Regions from separate parts of the Ovis aries genome. Here region 2 is linked to region 1. Evidence: chromatin contacts called from public Hi-C data. All regions are on one chromosome and are shown on one strand. Each heading gives the region's core, a stretch centred on a gene start, on an enhancer-like site or on the middle of the called end of the contact. The rest is flanking DNA. Distances are from core to core; before and after follow the strand shown. Region 1 holds the start of FAM120A (family with sequence similarity 120 member A). Region 2 has its middle 10 kb from the start of PHF2.

What was found. A called contact is a pair of places that touch in the nucleus more often than the background predicts.
Region 2: a Hi-C map of tail adipose tissue shows a contact between it and region 1, with 2.1 times the contacts expected there. The contact joins the enhancer-like site here to the promoter of FAM120A in region 1. A contact is called at or near these places in 4 of 16 Hi-C or Micro-C datasets (liver, mixed tissues and tail adipose tissue).

Annotation. Positions count from the first base shown.
Region 1 is chr2:28,122,726-28,129,915 of ARS-UI_Ramb_v3.0, reverse strand. FAM120A (family with sequence similarity 120 member A) reads left to right here and starts at 2,323. Exons shown (of 18, transcript XM_015093026.3): 1 at 2,323-3,010. The coding sequence starts at 2,537.
Region 2 is chr2:28,000,927-28,008,596 of ARS-UI_Ramb_v3.0, reverse strand. No RefSeq gene overlaps it. Among named protein-coding and RNA genes, the nearest start is that of PHF2, 10 kb to the right of the region's middle. Within about 2 kb of position 1,381, at least 53 of the 54 cell types and tissues checked have an H3K27ac peak or open chromatin away from gene starts, as enhancers often do. A contact at or near this core is called in liver and tail adipose tissue, where this site is marked.

The DNA of each region.
Region 1 (7,190 bases), core at 1,074-3,573:
ATCTGATTCCATAACCTTAGTCCTTTATACTGCCTTAAAGTGAAAATAAATTAATTCTCAGAACCCCAGACACTGGCACCAAAGTATTTAAAAGCAAGCATATTTAAAAGAAAACAAAAACAGTACATAGATGAGTAAATATGGAACACAGTGCTATACATTCAATTACAACGACTGATTAGAACTACTACTCCTAAACCCGTGAGCCTACAGTAGATTATAGAAGGACATTTGAATATTTTGGATGTCAGTATTTAATGTGGCTTTAAATGACTAACTGTATTTCTAAATAACATATGATCCTGGCTTCATCACTAACTTTGTATATGAGTGGCTTAACTTCCAAAATCTGTTTTTTTTTAAATTAAACACATTTATCAAGATACTAAGAGCATTTTACTGATGTATGTATCATACTGGCCTATACTTGAGGTGAAGTTATAAGAAATGAAAAAACTCAACTTGCCTTTTTAGGGACAATAGAGTATGGAGGCTTCTTGGAACCTCATGGGTGCAGGCTCCATCTGCTCTGTACCTGCTGTCTGGGCCTGCTCCTCTACAGAGGTTTCTCCAGAAAAGAAAAGGACAGGAGAGTTGGAGGTAAGTAAAAACACCACTTCCAAACTCCTAAGAGTTCTGAGTTTATAAATGCTTTATTCTATAAGACATTAACCTGTTTTAAAAAACATTTTCATGATGCATAATATATTTGCAGTATTAACCTCATTTAAAAAGTAATTACTGCAGAGCTCTGGGACAGAAGTCCTGAAAGGACCTCATTTCAAAAGATGCTACTAGAGCAAGAAGGATTTAAACCATTTTCCTTAGGAGGGGCTGCACAGTCTCCAGAAAGAGAGAGTTAAAGATAGATATTTCACAGTTGGAACCAAATAGAAAGGAGGCATTTCACGTGCTGTAACAGAGCTACTGTTTTTAAAGTTTCTTTGGTGATATCTGACACTAAGGCTACTTGTATATTACACTATAGATTGTCATTTCAGTGTCTGGGCCATGAAATGTTACTACTGTGAAAACAAAAAAGCAGAGCCTTCAGCTCCTTCAGACAGTGAAAGCACTTTGAAAAGTGGGCTGAGTCAGATCTATCTGAAGGGAGATCTGCTACCTCAAAGGGAACGGCCAATGAGGGTTCTGCTCACATGGCTTTTAGATTTATGCCAAAAAAAGCAGTGAAGCAGTAAACCCAGCAGGCAGTGGGGTCAACCTGCCAGTTTTCCAACTTCCTCAGAATTACCACCCTACTCCTTGTGAACAACCGAAACTGGAGAGTTATTTCCCAAGTTAAAGATACCGATGCAATTAAGTTGAGAGAGCCGGTGATCACTTCCAAAACCCGGTAACTACACTTGGGCACACAGCGCAGAAACTGATTCCTTTCTCCGTTTGGGACTTCTGCTCACTCCTCCCCCTAGATACATCCCGACTTTCAGTTTCTGACCACCTTTCCCTCTGCAGCCGCCTCGGCCGGGGCACTGGTCCCACCTTGGGATGACTGGCCCTGTGGGACCAGGACGGGATCTCTTTGGGGTGATCAGACCCCAGGCATTAGGCCTTCTCAGATGATTGGCTCTCAAAACGTACGCTGCCTCCTCGAGGTGACGAGATCCCAAGATTGGGTTGAGGCCTTCTCAGGGTGACCAGCTCCTGGGGATGGAACTTGGGACTCCTCAGGTGGCCGGCTCTCGAGAATAAGGCCTTCTCGGGGGTGACCAGGCACAGGGACAGGAAAGGGCCTCCTCTGGGTGACCGGTCCTTGGGGACGAAACAGGGCCTCTTCGGAATAACGGGACCCGGGAAGAAGATGGGGCTTCCTTAGGGTGACTGACTTCCGGGATGAGGCTCCTTTCATGGTAACCAGATCCGTAGGTCCGAACGCGGCCTCGTTGAGGTGACCGGCTCCGATCGCGGACGGGGACAGGGCTGCCTGACCGGCTTCCGGGGATAAGGCCGTCCCGGGGTGGCCAGATCCTGGAGCCGGGGATGTGGTCCTCGGTGACCAGCTCTGGGAGACCAGGAAGGGGACGAGATGAAGCTACCGCCCCGACGTCTCCTGGGAACTCGCGCAGGCACAGCGGCCCGAGAGCTCCTTTTCCTGGGCTGGGCCTCGCGGACTCTGCCAGGGCTGGGACCGAAGTTCGGAGCTGGAGCCCGAGTCCTGCGCCGCCGGGAACCGGCCCCTCTTCTGGTTACCAGCCCCTCAGTTCGCAGCACCGCCTCTTCCGCCCTTTCCGCCGGCCCGCGTACGTCAGCTGGCGCCGCCCCGCCCCGCCGCCGCCCGCCCGCCCGCCCGCGCGAGGCCGCCTCAGCTTGGCCTGGGCCTGGAGCGGCGCACGGCGCAGGTCCCTCCCCGCCATGGCCCTGGGAGGCGGCAGCACATGGCGGCCGCAGCGGCCATGAGCGCGCCCGCGGCTCGGCCCGGCCCCCCCTAGAGCCCGCCGCCCCGGCCCCGGCCCGCGCCACGGCCCCGCCGCCCCCGGCCCCGCCGCCCCGCCGCCCCGCGCCCGCCGCTGCCGCCGCCATGGGCGTGCAGGGCTTCCAGGACTACATCGAGAAGCACTGCCCGAGCGCCGTGGTGCCGGTGGAGCTGCAGAAGCTGGCCCGGGGCAGCCTGGTGGGCGGCGGGCGGCAGCGGCCCCCGCACACGCCGCTGCGCCTGCTGGTGGACGCCGACAACTGCCTGCATCGCCTCTACGGCGGCTTCTACACCGACTGGGTGAGCGGCGGCCAGTGGAACCACATGCTCGGCTACCTGGCCGCGCTAGCCAAGGCCTGCTTCGGCGGCAACATCGAGCTCTTCGTCTTCTTCAACGGCGCGCTTGAGAAGGCGCGGCTGCACGAGTGGGTCAAGCGGCAGGGCAACGAGCGCCAGACGGCGCAGCAGATCGTCAGCCATGTCCAGAACAAGGGCACCCCGCCGCCCAAGGTCTGGTTCCTGCCGCCCGTCTGCATGGCGCACTGCATCCGCCTGGCGCTCATCCGCTTCCACGTCAAGGTGCGGCCAGCCGGGCGAGCAGGCGGACTGGGGTCCGCGTGGGCCGGGGGCGGGGTTGGAGACCGAGGCCGGGCGTAGGTCTGCGTGAATTTAAGCGGTCGCTTGAATTTGAGGGAGGGTGGGTCGGGGTTAGACTGGAGTTTGGGGGACCAGGGATGGGCCAGGGGTCTGGGCCTGAGTCCGGGTTTGGGGTTTGGGGCCAGGGGCCAGGCCTGGGTCGGAGTCTGGAATTCGGTTGCGGTCTGGGTCTGGGCAGGCCAGGGTCTGAAGTTGGAGTTGGGTCGGGTTTGAGGGTCTGGGCGCGGGGGACCGCAGGCGCCTCTCCCCTCCAGGTCTGACCTGCTGCAAAATGGACGCGCCGCCTGGAGCCCGGCCGGCTGCCGAGTGCCCGGGGTCTGGGAACCTCGGCTGCACCAGGCCGACCGAGAACCGTAGGACCAGCGGATAACTGCAAGCTTGGAAGGTGCAGTGGCACTCGCTGCGATCCCGAGTATTCCTCCACACTTTGAAGCAGGCATAATACTAACCTGAACTTTTATGAGATGCTGGTTTTCGATTTTGGAAGGCTTGAACAGCAACAGGTTTTTTGTGGGAGCAAGTGAACTAGATGGCGACAGGAAGGGGTCTCCAGCCACTGCCTACTGCTGTCGCCCTGGTTCGACCTGGGCAAGGTCTGTGGAGTTGGCTTTCTCTTGAGAACGCAGGGCTAGGTCCAGGTTCCCAGTAAGGTAACAGTATTTAGAGAAATCGTCGGATTTTTGTGTGTTGGGTTTCAAAGAATCATGGGATATTGTCAGTGCTATGATTTAGTTTGCTTGAAAAAGTCTTTGGTTCTGTGTGTCTGATGTGAAAAGAGTAGTCCAGGATCAGGCAAAGTCAGTGAATTAGTTTCCAGGATTTATTTCTCTCTGCACAGTAAGAACTCCACCACTTTGGGCTGTGCACTCAGGTAATCAGAGCTTTGGCTGTCCAGCATTCTGCTCTCCTTTTGGCAGAGGGCTCCTCCCTGAACTCAGGCCAAGGAGTGCTTCAGGACCTAGTAGCCAGGGTAGAGATAAGATGCAAACCAGTGACCCTTGACTTGAGTTTTGATTGCCTCGTTTTTCATTGTTCTTTTACAGTTCTTAGGGGGAGGCTGTTTTATTTTTCTGAGTTTGGCCACTCTGCCTTCCAGTGTCTTTGTTATTCCTTTATTTCTGCTTGAACTGTGCTTGATCCCAAAGTTTGTGAAATTCGAACTTCCTGACTGCTCTTGCCTGTGCTGAGATGGTGGTGGTTAAGCCTAAAGTGATAGCGGAAGTCCCACCCAGATCCTAATGCAATTGGTGACAGGGTTTCTAAGTCTGCGGGTCGAGGCTGCTGGAAGAGCTGCGATTGGTCTGTGAATATGGCAGAGACCTAGCCTGCGTCCCTGGGGAAGATCGGGTGAGAGCAAGGGACTGCTGCTGGCATTTTCTGCCCTGGAGCCTGGGCTCTCTGAGAAGTAAGACAGTGTAATTCCCTGATGTGATTCACCTCCAGAAGATGCTTTGAGTGTTAACACTTTTGTCTTGTGCAAAGATGGAAACTACTTACTACTGAAAAGACTACTGAAAAGAGCTTTTTAGTCAAATGGCTTTCAAAGGAACATCATAAATTTTACTTAGGATTAGATTCAGTGTTTGTACATGGTCTCTATCTTTTGAAAGAACTGCTGTATACTTTTTTAGTTGTAAAATTTCTTGATACTTGTCTTTGCGCCCCTGTAAATGTCTCACCTGCTGGGTGCTTAGAATTTTGACCAATGTGTGAGTAAGAAACTAGAATTAGGAGCATAACTTCCATTTAGGTTTCTGGACTCAAGATATAATTGAGTGTATAATCACTTTGCTTTAGATAAACTTTGAATTCCTGATATAGAATCACAATATAATGTTAATTTTACAGTTTAATATAGTAATGACTCAATTCCCTGGTGTACACTTACCAGGCAGGCTCACCTTTTTGGAAAACACCTAAGAAATTTAGCTGCTAAAAATTTCTCAGCAGCCAAATGAGAGGTCAGGAAGTTTTGATATAGTGATCCGAAAAAAAAAAAAAGCTTTCTGTTTCCTCATTGAAGAATCAACTTTTCTCCCTTGTAGACTGCCCTCTCGTTTTCAGATGTAATTCTGATAAGCTTAGTTACCTGTTTCTAAAGTCAGCTTGAGAAAAGGGTGCAGAGGAAAGTCTGCCATAGGCAAGCACACCATTAATAGCAAGAAGTGACACTTTACAAGGGAGAAGATAGAAAATGCTGTAAAAAGCACACGTAATTCTGGGGCATCTTTAGAAACAAATAAAACAACCCTATTTCAGTAGCCCCTGAGGGGTAGTATGGTTTACTCCATGGGAATGGTTTGGGGGAAAATGTATGTCCAGCATTCTTTCAGGAAGTGAAACAGCATGTACTGTTTTATAGAAAAATGCCTATTAAAATGGTTAAGTGAATTAAAACCATGATGGCATATCACTACATACTTGTTAGAAATGGCTAAAATAAGTAATTCCGGCAATGCCAGAATGCTGGCAAGAATGCTGAGCAACTGGAATCGTCCCACATGGCTGGTGGGAATGTAAGATGGTATGCCACCCTGAAAGATAGCTCCCTTAGTTTCTTATAAGATGGGTTTACCATATGATCCAGCAGTTGTACTCCTGGGTGTTTTCCTAATGAAACTATTACTCACAGAAAAACTATATTTGATTGTTCATAGTAGTTTTGTTCATAATAGCTCAAACTGGAAACAACCAAAATATCCTTTAAGAGGTAAATAGGCTATGGTACCGTGTAATACTGCTTAGCAGTAAAAAGGGAGAAACTACTGATACACACAAGGAAGCCAGGCTCAAAAGGTATGATTCTATTTATATTACATTCTCTTGCAGATAAGGCTGTAAATGGGGACCAGATGACAGGTTACATGAAGGTGTGAATATAAAGGGACAACAGGGGGGAGCTTTTTGAGGTGATGGAACTGTTCTGTAGCCTGATGGTTGTGGTGGTAGCATGTTTTAAAAGTGTAGCGCTATATATCAAAAGTAAATAAAAGTTAATTTTGTTGTATAATTTTTTTTTAATTAAAGGTTAAGTAAAAATTGGCAAAGCAATTTACACAAGCATCTCACCATATATAATGTTGGGCATATGAAGCATTTTTCTTATAAAAATCTACCATTGTATTGGCCTTCTCCAGGGTTCTGTAAACTGGCAGAAAGGCTTAATTTCCTGTCAGCTTTGCTTTGAGAAATCTTTTTTGGCTTAGAAGAGTATGTCTTCACTAGAGTAATAATTGTATTTCTTTAACCATTAGAGGTTGGCCCACACATCAGCTAATTTTGTTCAGGTCATTAAACTGCCTGGCCTGAATTTGGCTTCTGTTCGTTGTGAGGAGCATTTCCTCTTGTGTGCCTTGAGTCATCATAACCTTTGAAACTTAGTGAGGACTGATGTTTACTTAAAAATCTTGGTGGCATTAAGTTCCTGGAACTTTCCTAAATGTTTCTGCCTCAAGACTTGTGGTGGTGTTGGTGTGCAGGTTTATAATGAAGTCCTTGTGTATTCACTGAGATCTCACATAAAGCAAAGCTGGTGTTTTAAGTCACTGGAAGAATGTGAGGTTAGCCTGTGGCCTGAGATCTTGTGGCGATGCTCCTTCTTTGTGTCGGTGATGGGGGTAGAGGGACTACTCTGTAGGGAGTTCCATGCTAGGTTCTCTCTCATGGCACTGTCTCCTTTAGCCCTCAGTGTTTTGTTGCTAATTTTATATGGCAAGAAATGGGATTGCTGATTGAGCAGTGTCTGGGGAAAGGTAACCAGTAACCTCTTTAAGAGGGAAGTAGTGTGCTGAAGTCAAAGTTCAGTTTCATTGTGTAAGAATGCTATAGGGGTGTGCCTACCCGCAGTTCACTCTCAGGTCAGAGCTGATAGCAAAAATGCAGCTCTGGATAGCACAGTTTCTATCTAGGAGACACTGAAAACTTGCAATATGCTTTTATTCTTAAGGAGCACTGATAGATCAGGGAATACTTAGAATTCTGAGTTGACCACATTATAAGTCAAACCAGCCATCCATTTAAAATACTCATTTAAAAATATCTGTGTTCTTCAAGTGTGGCAGTTTGGTGACTGGTTTATTTGATTTAGCCTAATGTCTTCAAG
Region 2 (7,670 bases), core at 132-2,631, 120 kb after region 1:
ACCTAAAAAATGCGAGTTTGATCCCTGGGTGGGGAAGATCCCCTGGAGGAAGGAGGGCATGGCAACCCTTTCCAGTATTCTTGCCTGGAAAGTCCCATGGACAGAGGATCCCTGTGGGCTACAGTCCATGGGGTCACAAAGAGTCGGACACGACTTAGCAGGCAAGTACTCCTTTCTGTACTGTACTCTGAAAGAGCCACCGTGTTTCAGCCTTCAGAGTGGGAAGTCATGCTTGAGTTATCTAGTAAACCATTTGGAATTGTGAGTGGCAAATTTGTCCCTTCTTTCATTTCTCCATATGTTTTTACGTCATCGAGTTCTGAGTGCTTAGCACCGAATGGCAGGCATTTAATGCATATTATTGGTCCTTGTGAACATCTACTGCAAACCTCTCAGGTTATAATATCTTAAATGATGATACTAAAATAGGACATGCTTTTTTAGAAGCACTACTCTAGGTTTTTTTTTTTTTCCAGATTCTTTAATGTTCACAACAGTGCTATCAGTATGACATTATCACCACCAAAGATGACTTTTAACTTATTGCAGGCCACACTGTTAGTGAACGGTGGAAACGGGATCTGAGTCTGTGCCCGTCCGAGCCTGTTCCCGGAGCCTTGCAGACACCCGGTGGTCTGTGAGTCCCTTCTCGGCTCCTCCTCCTCCGGAATCTTTTCTTCGGGCCTGGCGGGGAGGTGGGGCTGCGTCCCCGCCTCCACTGGGTGGGCAGGAGGGGAGGAGTCGCAAGGGAGAGTAGGAGCAGTGGGGAGGAGGAGCGATGTTAGAAGACTCGGTATCAAGAATACAGGGACTGCGGGCGCGCGCTCTGGACCTACCGCGCGGAACCCCGGGGCGGAGAGGGGCGGGCCGCCTCAGGGCCCCGCCCGCCCTCCTAGTCAGAGGAAGACGCTCCCGGGATGCGCGCTTCCGGCCTTGCGTGCAGCGGGGCGGGGCCGTGCGTGGGGCGGGGCGGGGAGGGGCCTTGGCAGGGTCGGCGGGTGCTGGCCTGTGCTGACTGCGCGCGCACCTCTCCCGAGTTTGGGCCCGCGTTCCGGTGCGAGCCTTTGCTTCTCCCTAGGCGAGGCCCGAGGCGACCGCTAGAAGCCGGGGAGGGCCGGTTCGGTATTTACACAGCGTGCACCGGGACCGAAATCCGCGCTCAGAGTGCCGACCGGATCTTCGGGGACCGCGAGGGTTGGGCCGGGGTTCCCCACACGGTCAGCACTCAAGTTCGTTCCTGGAATCCGATCGATCGCAGAAAACCCCTCCTGTCCTGGGGCTGGGCGCCGGCACCGCGTTCCCGATAGCCAGGGGCTCTGGGCTTCTGTGAGACCGACCGCGGTCCCTGGTCCCCGGTCCCCGGTCCCCGGGGCTGGCCAGGCACTGTCCTGAGCTAATCTGTTCCAGGCAAGCCCTGGTCCTGACGGGTGTACCGTTAACCCTATGCTCCTACAGACTGTGGCTCTGAGATTTGGAGGAAATAAAGGAAACACCCACACTTCCCTGACTCTTGTCTGGTCAGTCGTGCTGGCCCCACCATTCCTCAGGGACTTGGGTTTGAGCTCCTCTGCGTTCGTTTCGTGCTCTGTTCCACAGTACCAAGGGCCACTGTACGGCCCCCCGCCGCCCCCTCTCCCGGTTCCCCGTCCTTGTTAGTCCTCGTTTTGTGAGACACTGGGGAGCAGGGAGGGCTTCCGTTTTACAGAAGGACAGTTCCAGGGAGGACTCGTTATACGGCTCCCCTGACTCTGTACCCGGAGCACTTTTAATCCAGTGTCCATTGCAAACACCTGGCGAGGTTCTCTTCGAGGAGGGTTGTATTCTTAGTGCCACTGGCCTCTGCCCCCAGATGCCAGCGGTAGCTCCCCACCATGACAACTGCAACCCTTCCTTCCCCCCCGCCCCGCGTTTCTCCTCTCTGGAGCAGGTCCTCCCCACTGAAGAAGAACCCTGTGTTTTGGAGAAGGGAGAGGGGCAGGCCTAGGAAGCAAAGGGCTACTGAGGACCCCATGCTTTCTTGGGGATAGGCTAGCCGACTGTCCCACATCAAGAGTCACAGGGACGGCCTGCGTGGCATCCGGAGATATGCAAAGAGCCAACAGCTGTGGGTGGCCAAGCTGGGACTCAGGGCAGCTGGATTCTGATCCTGGCATTGACCCCTAGGCAATCCACACACTTTCCTAGGCTGACGGTTACTTTTCCCTTTCTTTCTTCTTGAAAAAACAGCTTCTACTGATTTTTGTATTTCAGTTGCTAAGTCGACCCCATGCACTGCAGCACTCCAGGCTCCTCTGTCCTCCAATATCTCCCTGAGTTTGCTCAGATTCATGTCCAATGAGTCAGTGATGCCATCTAACCATCTCATCCTCTGCCACCCTCTTCTCCTTTTGCCTTTAATCTTTCCCAGCATCAGGGTCTTTTCCAAAGTCAGTTCTTTGCATCAGGTGGCCAAAATACTGTTAATATGTTAATTACCATACTGTTAATTTTCAGCCTTTATCTTTCCTTTTTCCATGCAACGTATAATTTTTTTTTACAGAAAATAACAAAATCATCATATGTATTTTGTCACATTTTCTCCCTACCTAGAAAAATTTTATGGCTCTCTAACGTTTCATATTCTGCCATAGCCCCACAGTTCCATGGGTGGCTGCTCTGTGATATATCTGCTTGCCGAGTGTGGCTGGACATGGCTTTACTTTAGCATCCTCCAGTATTGATGGAGGATCTGTGTTGGGTACTGCCCTAGGCCTGGAGGCTCAAAGAGGGCAGCAAGCGCCCTACCTTTGAGAGCATTTACAACTGGGGACTGGGGGAAGTATACATATGTACAGATAAAAGTATGACAGAGAAGAAGATGAGGAAAATAAAATGGGGTGATGGTTGCATGGCAGGGAGGACCTCTGGGATGAGGAATGAGAAGGTTAATGGTCTGTGGAGAACACAGTCAGGCTTGAGCCCAGGGAAGGAAGTAATGTATGCAGAGGATCCATGAGTGAGGGGGAAGAGTAGCGCTGCAGGGTGAGTGTTCTGGGCACGCTGGTGGCCCTTCGGAGGTTGTGACCAGTCTCCAGGTGGTCACAGCCTGGGAGGCATGCAAACCCTACAGGTGATTAGCATTTTACCAAAAGGACTGCCTAAGGTGGGAAGTGAGGGCTGGTTGTCTTGGTCCTTGGTGTTGGCCAGACCCTGACTCTTTGCTAGAATGATGCAGAAGATGGATTTCTGGTTTTCATCTGCATTGCTTTGATTGCCAGCAATCAAAGGTTTACTCTGCCCTCAGTTTACCATTTTCTAATTGTCAAAAGAATGTCTAATGTCGTGGCTCTTTTATGATTCTAAAATGCCAGGCCAAGGCAAGAATTTTAAGAAATAATTCACCATTTGTACCCTTATCCATACAATCACCTGTAAGGACAAAGGGAGTTTCAGACACCTCCCTCCTCACCCTCCCTCTCATACTTGGCCTCAGAGAGAGTGTGTTGGTACACTGGGTACCAGTTCTTTCCTGATGTAGCTCTCGCTTTCAGGGAACTTATTCTACCCTCAAAATTTCCTGAGAATTACTAAATTTATGTAGTCATTTAGTCCTTAATCCCCACTTGGTAGAGTGACCCTTGCAGAGGCCACTTTGCCTGGAGCCCTGTCTTTGCCCTCCCTATGTGGCCCAGGCTATTGAATGCTTGTCCTGTGCTCCTTGTCCTGTTGGCTGCTGTAGACAGCCTGGGCCACAGGTGACCAGTTGGCCTGTACACAAGGCTACAATAGCTCTGCACTAGACACCACTCCAGTACTCTTGCCTGGAAAATCCCATGGACGGAGGAACCTGGTAGGCTGCAGTCCATGGGGTCGCTGAGAGTTGGACACGACTGAGCGACTTCACTTTCATGCACTGGAGAAGGAAATGGCAACCCAATCCAGTGTTCTTGCCTGGAGAATCCCAGGGACGGCGGAGCCTGGTGGGCTGCCATCTGTGGGGTCACACAGAGTTGGACACAACTGAAGCGACTTAGCAGCAGCAGCAGCAGCAGATGCTTTACCTTGTGCTATGGGCTGGACTGTGTCCCTCCAAGTTTCATATGTTGGAGCCCTAAACCCCAGTCCCTCAGAGTGGGACATCATTTAGAAATAGGGATGTTGTAATTAGTTAGGTTAGGATGATGTCATCCTGGAGTGGGGTGAGTCCTAACCCAACAAATCTGTTGTCTCTATAAAAAGGGGAAATTTGGACACAGAAACAGACACCCACAAAGGAACACAACGATATGAAGTCTGGGCGAATGCTACCAAAAGCCAAGAAACTACCAGAAGCTGGAGAGAAGCCTAGAACAGACCCTTCCTGGGGCCTTCAGAGGCAGCATGGCCTTGTTGACACCTTGATCCCAGACTTCTGGCCTCTGGAACCCTGAGACAACACATTTCAGTGGTCCTAAGTCACCCAATGTAGTACCTTGACAAGGAAGCCCCAGGAAGCTGATATACTCTGCATGCTGCTGTCCTGGTAAGTGCAAACTGTGCTCTGTCCAAGGGTCTCTGAAACCATGAGGGGAACTCCACCATCCCAGACCCTTAGTTGGGTGTGACTTAGCTCTGCGTGTTGTGTTTCTTTTTTCTCGACACCCAGAACAGTGATGGGAAATGGCCCAGTCAGAGCTGAGTGTAAATGGTTCCACTTCGAATGAACCTGCCTGTAGCAAGAACTATGGTCCTGCTTCTCAGGCAGGCAGAGGCTAATTTCAGGCTGAAGATCTTAGGTCTTTCATGCTTAGAGAGATTCCTGGATCTCTACTGGACTCTTTATCCATCTGTTGGTCATCTGGCTGCTTGAAGGCTCAGCCATGAGTAGAATAGAGACCTCTCCATGCTCTGTTACTTCCTCTGAGTGGACAGTCATGTGGAAATGCAATGAAAAATTAAACCCATGTGAAAATGCAATAGCAATGATAATACACTCTATGAAGGAAAATGCAGAGGAAAGTAGGAACTTAACTATGATGGAGGAGGGCATCAGGGAGTCCTCTGAGGAGTGATGTGGAAACCAGGTGGGAATTACCCAGATGAGCTTGAGCTTCAGGGTGGGTATCCTGGCTGGCCTTAGCCTGCTGTGCCTGGCAGGCACTGGCACCCATGGTAGACCTAGCCAGACCTATTCACACCACCTCTTGGCATTTTTGCATGTCCATTCCTGCAGACCTGACTAACCCAAGTGTGGGCTATAGGACGGCCACCTTGGTCCCAGTTTGACCAGAATGGCCTTGTTTGCCCCTGTTCTGGTGTTTTATTACCAGCACATTTTTGGATAGTAAATTATATGGTCATCCAGCTGAGGGACCTTGATCTACAAACTCACCACTTCCAAACATCACTAGAGATGGACAAAAAGAAGGCCACTCTTTCATCATTCCAGTTCAGTTGCTCAGTCGTGTCCAACTCTTTGTGACCCCAGGGACTGCAGCATGCCAGGCTTCCCTGTCCATCACCAACTCCTGGAGTTTATCCAAACTCATGTCCATTGAGTCGGTGATGCATTCCAACCATTTCATCCTCTGTCGTCCCCTTCTCCTCTCACCTTCAATCTTCCCCAGCATCAGGGTCTTTTCAAATGAGTCAGCTGTTCGCATCAGGTGGCCAAAGTATTGGAGTTTCAGCTTCAACATCAGTCCTTCCAATGAACACTCAGGACTGATCTCCTTTGGGATGGACTGGTTGGATCTCCTAGCTGTCCAAGGGACTCTCAGGAGTCTTCTCCAATACCACAGTTCAAAAGCATCAATTCTTCAGTGCTCAGCTTTCTTTACAGTCTAACTCTCACAACCACATGTAACTACTGGAAAAACCATAGCCTTAACTAGATAGACCTTTGTTGACAAAGTAATGCCTCTGCTTTTTTATATGCTGGCTAGGTTGGTCACAACTTTCCTTCCAAGGAGTAAGCGTCTTTTAATTTCATGGCTGCAGTCACCATCTGCAGTGATTTTGGAGCCCCCCAAAATAAAGTCTGTCACTGTTTCCATTGTTTCCCCATCTATTTGCCATGAAGTGATGGGGCCAGATGCCAGGATCTTAGTTTTCTGAATGTTGAGCTTTAAGTCAACTTTTTCACTCTCCTCTTTCACTTTCATCAAGAGGCTCTTTAGTTCTTCTTCACTTTCTGCCATAAGAGTGGTATCATCTGCATATCTGAGAACCCCATGAACAGTATGAAAAGGCACACTTTCATACTTATCTGAAACCCAGAAGGCTTCCAAAGTTCCCATGGCTTACTGTTCATTTCAACTGCTTTTCGTTTAGATCACCAAGGTCCAGGTAGTCCAAGAAAAGCCTGCTCTTAGAACTTTCTTTGCATTCATCACATGAACTCACCCACTAACAAAAGCACACACCCAACCTTGAATTAGTATCTCCTTTCTGACCTCTCCTCCATAACAGCTATTAGTTGTCTGTTTCTTGCTCTGGCATATGAGCTCCTTGGAGGTAGGAATGGTGTATGCCTTGTCCATTACTATAACATATGCACTAGTTGTTTGCCAACAGATTGGATAATCTAGATTAAATGAACAAATTCCTAGGAACACATAGCCTACCCAAATTGAATCATGAAGAAATAGAACATCTGAATAGAACTAAAGAAAAACTCATAATTTAGCTTCACTGAATTCTATCATGCATTTAAAGAAAAATTAACACCAATCCTTCTTAAAGTCTTCCCAAAAACTGAAGAGGAGGGAATATTTCCTAATCCTTTCTGTGAAGTCAGGATTACCCTGACAAAAGCCAAACAAAGATTCTGCAAGAAGACTACAAAACATTATCCTTTATAAACATATGTTGAGGATACGGAAGGAAACCAAACCCAACAGCATATTAAAAGGATCATACACCCTAACCAAATGGGATTTACTCTGGGGATGTAAGGATGGTTCAGTATCCTTAAACTCAATTCTAAAAAATTGATGTAATACAGGCCACATTAACAGAATGAAGGGGAGGAAAACAACCATATGATCATCTCAGTTGATGCCAGCCAAAACCATTTGACACAAAACAAAAAAAATAAAAATAAAATCTATAGGCAAAGAATAGAAAGAAACTTCTTCAATATAGTAAAGGCCATATAGGGAAAGCCCAAACCAAACATCATACTCATACTTTCACCTACTCAACGGTGAAAGACTAAAAACTAAAAAACAAAACAAAAAAAAACTTTTCCCCTGAGATCAGGAACAAGAGAAAGATGTCCACTTTCATCACTTCTATTCAATGCGCTATTGGAAGTTTTAGCCAGAGTACTTGGGCAAAAATAAAGAAAGAAAAAGGAATAAAAAGTATTCAAATTAGAAAGAAAGATGTAAAATTATTTCTGTTCATAGATAATATGATCTTATGTCATGTAAAATCATCAGTATTTAAGAACTCTAAGGATTCTACAAATAACAGAACTTAAAAAAAAAAAACTCAGCAAACATAGAACATACTGAATCAATACCAAAAATTAGTTTGTTTCCATATACTAAGAAAGCACAATCCAAAAAGGAAACTAGAAACACAACTCCACTTACAATAGCATCCAACAAATAAAATACCTAGGAATAAACTAAGGAGACAAAACACTTATACACTGAAAATGATAAAAACATTGCTGAAAGCAATTTAAAAAGACATCCCATGTT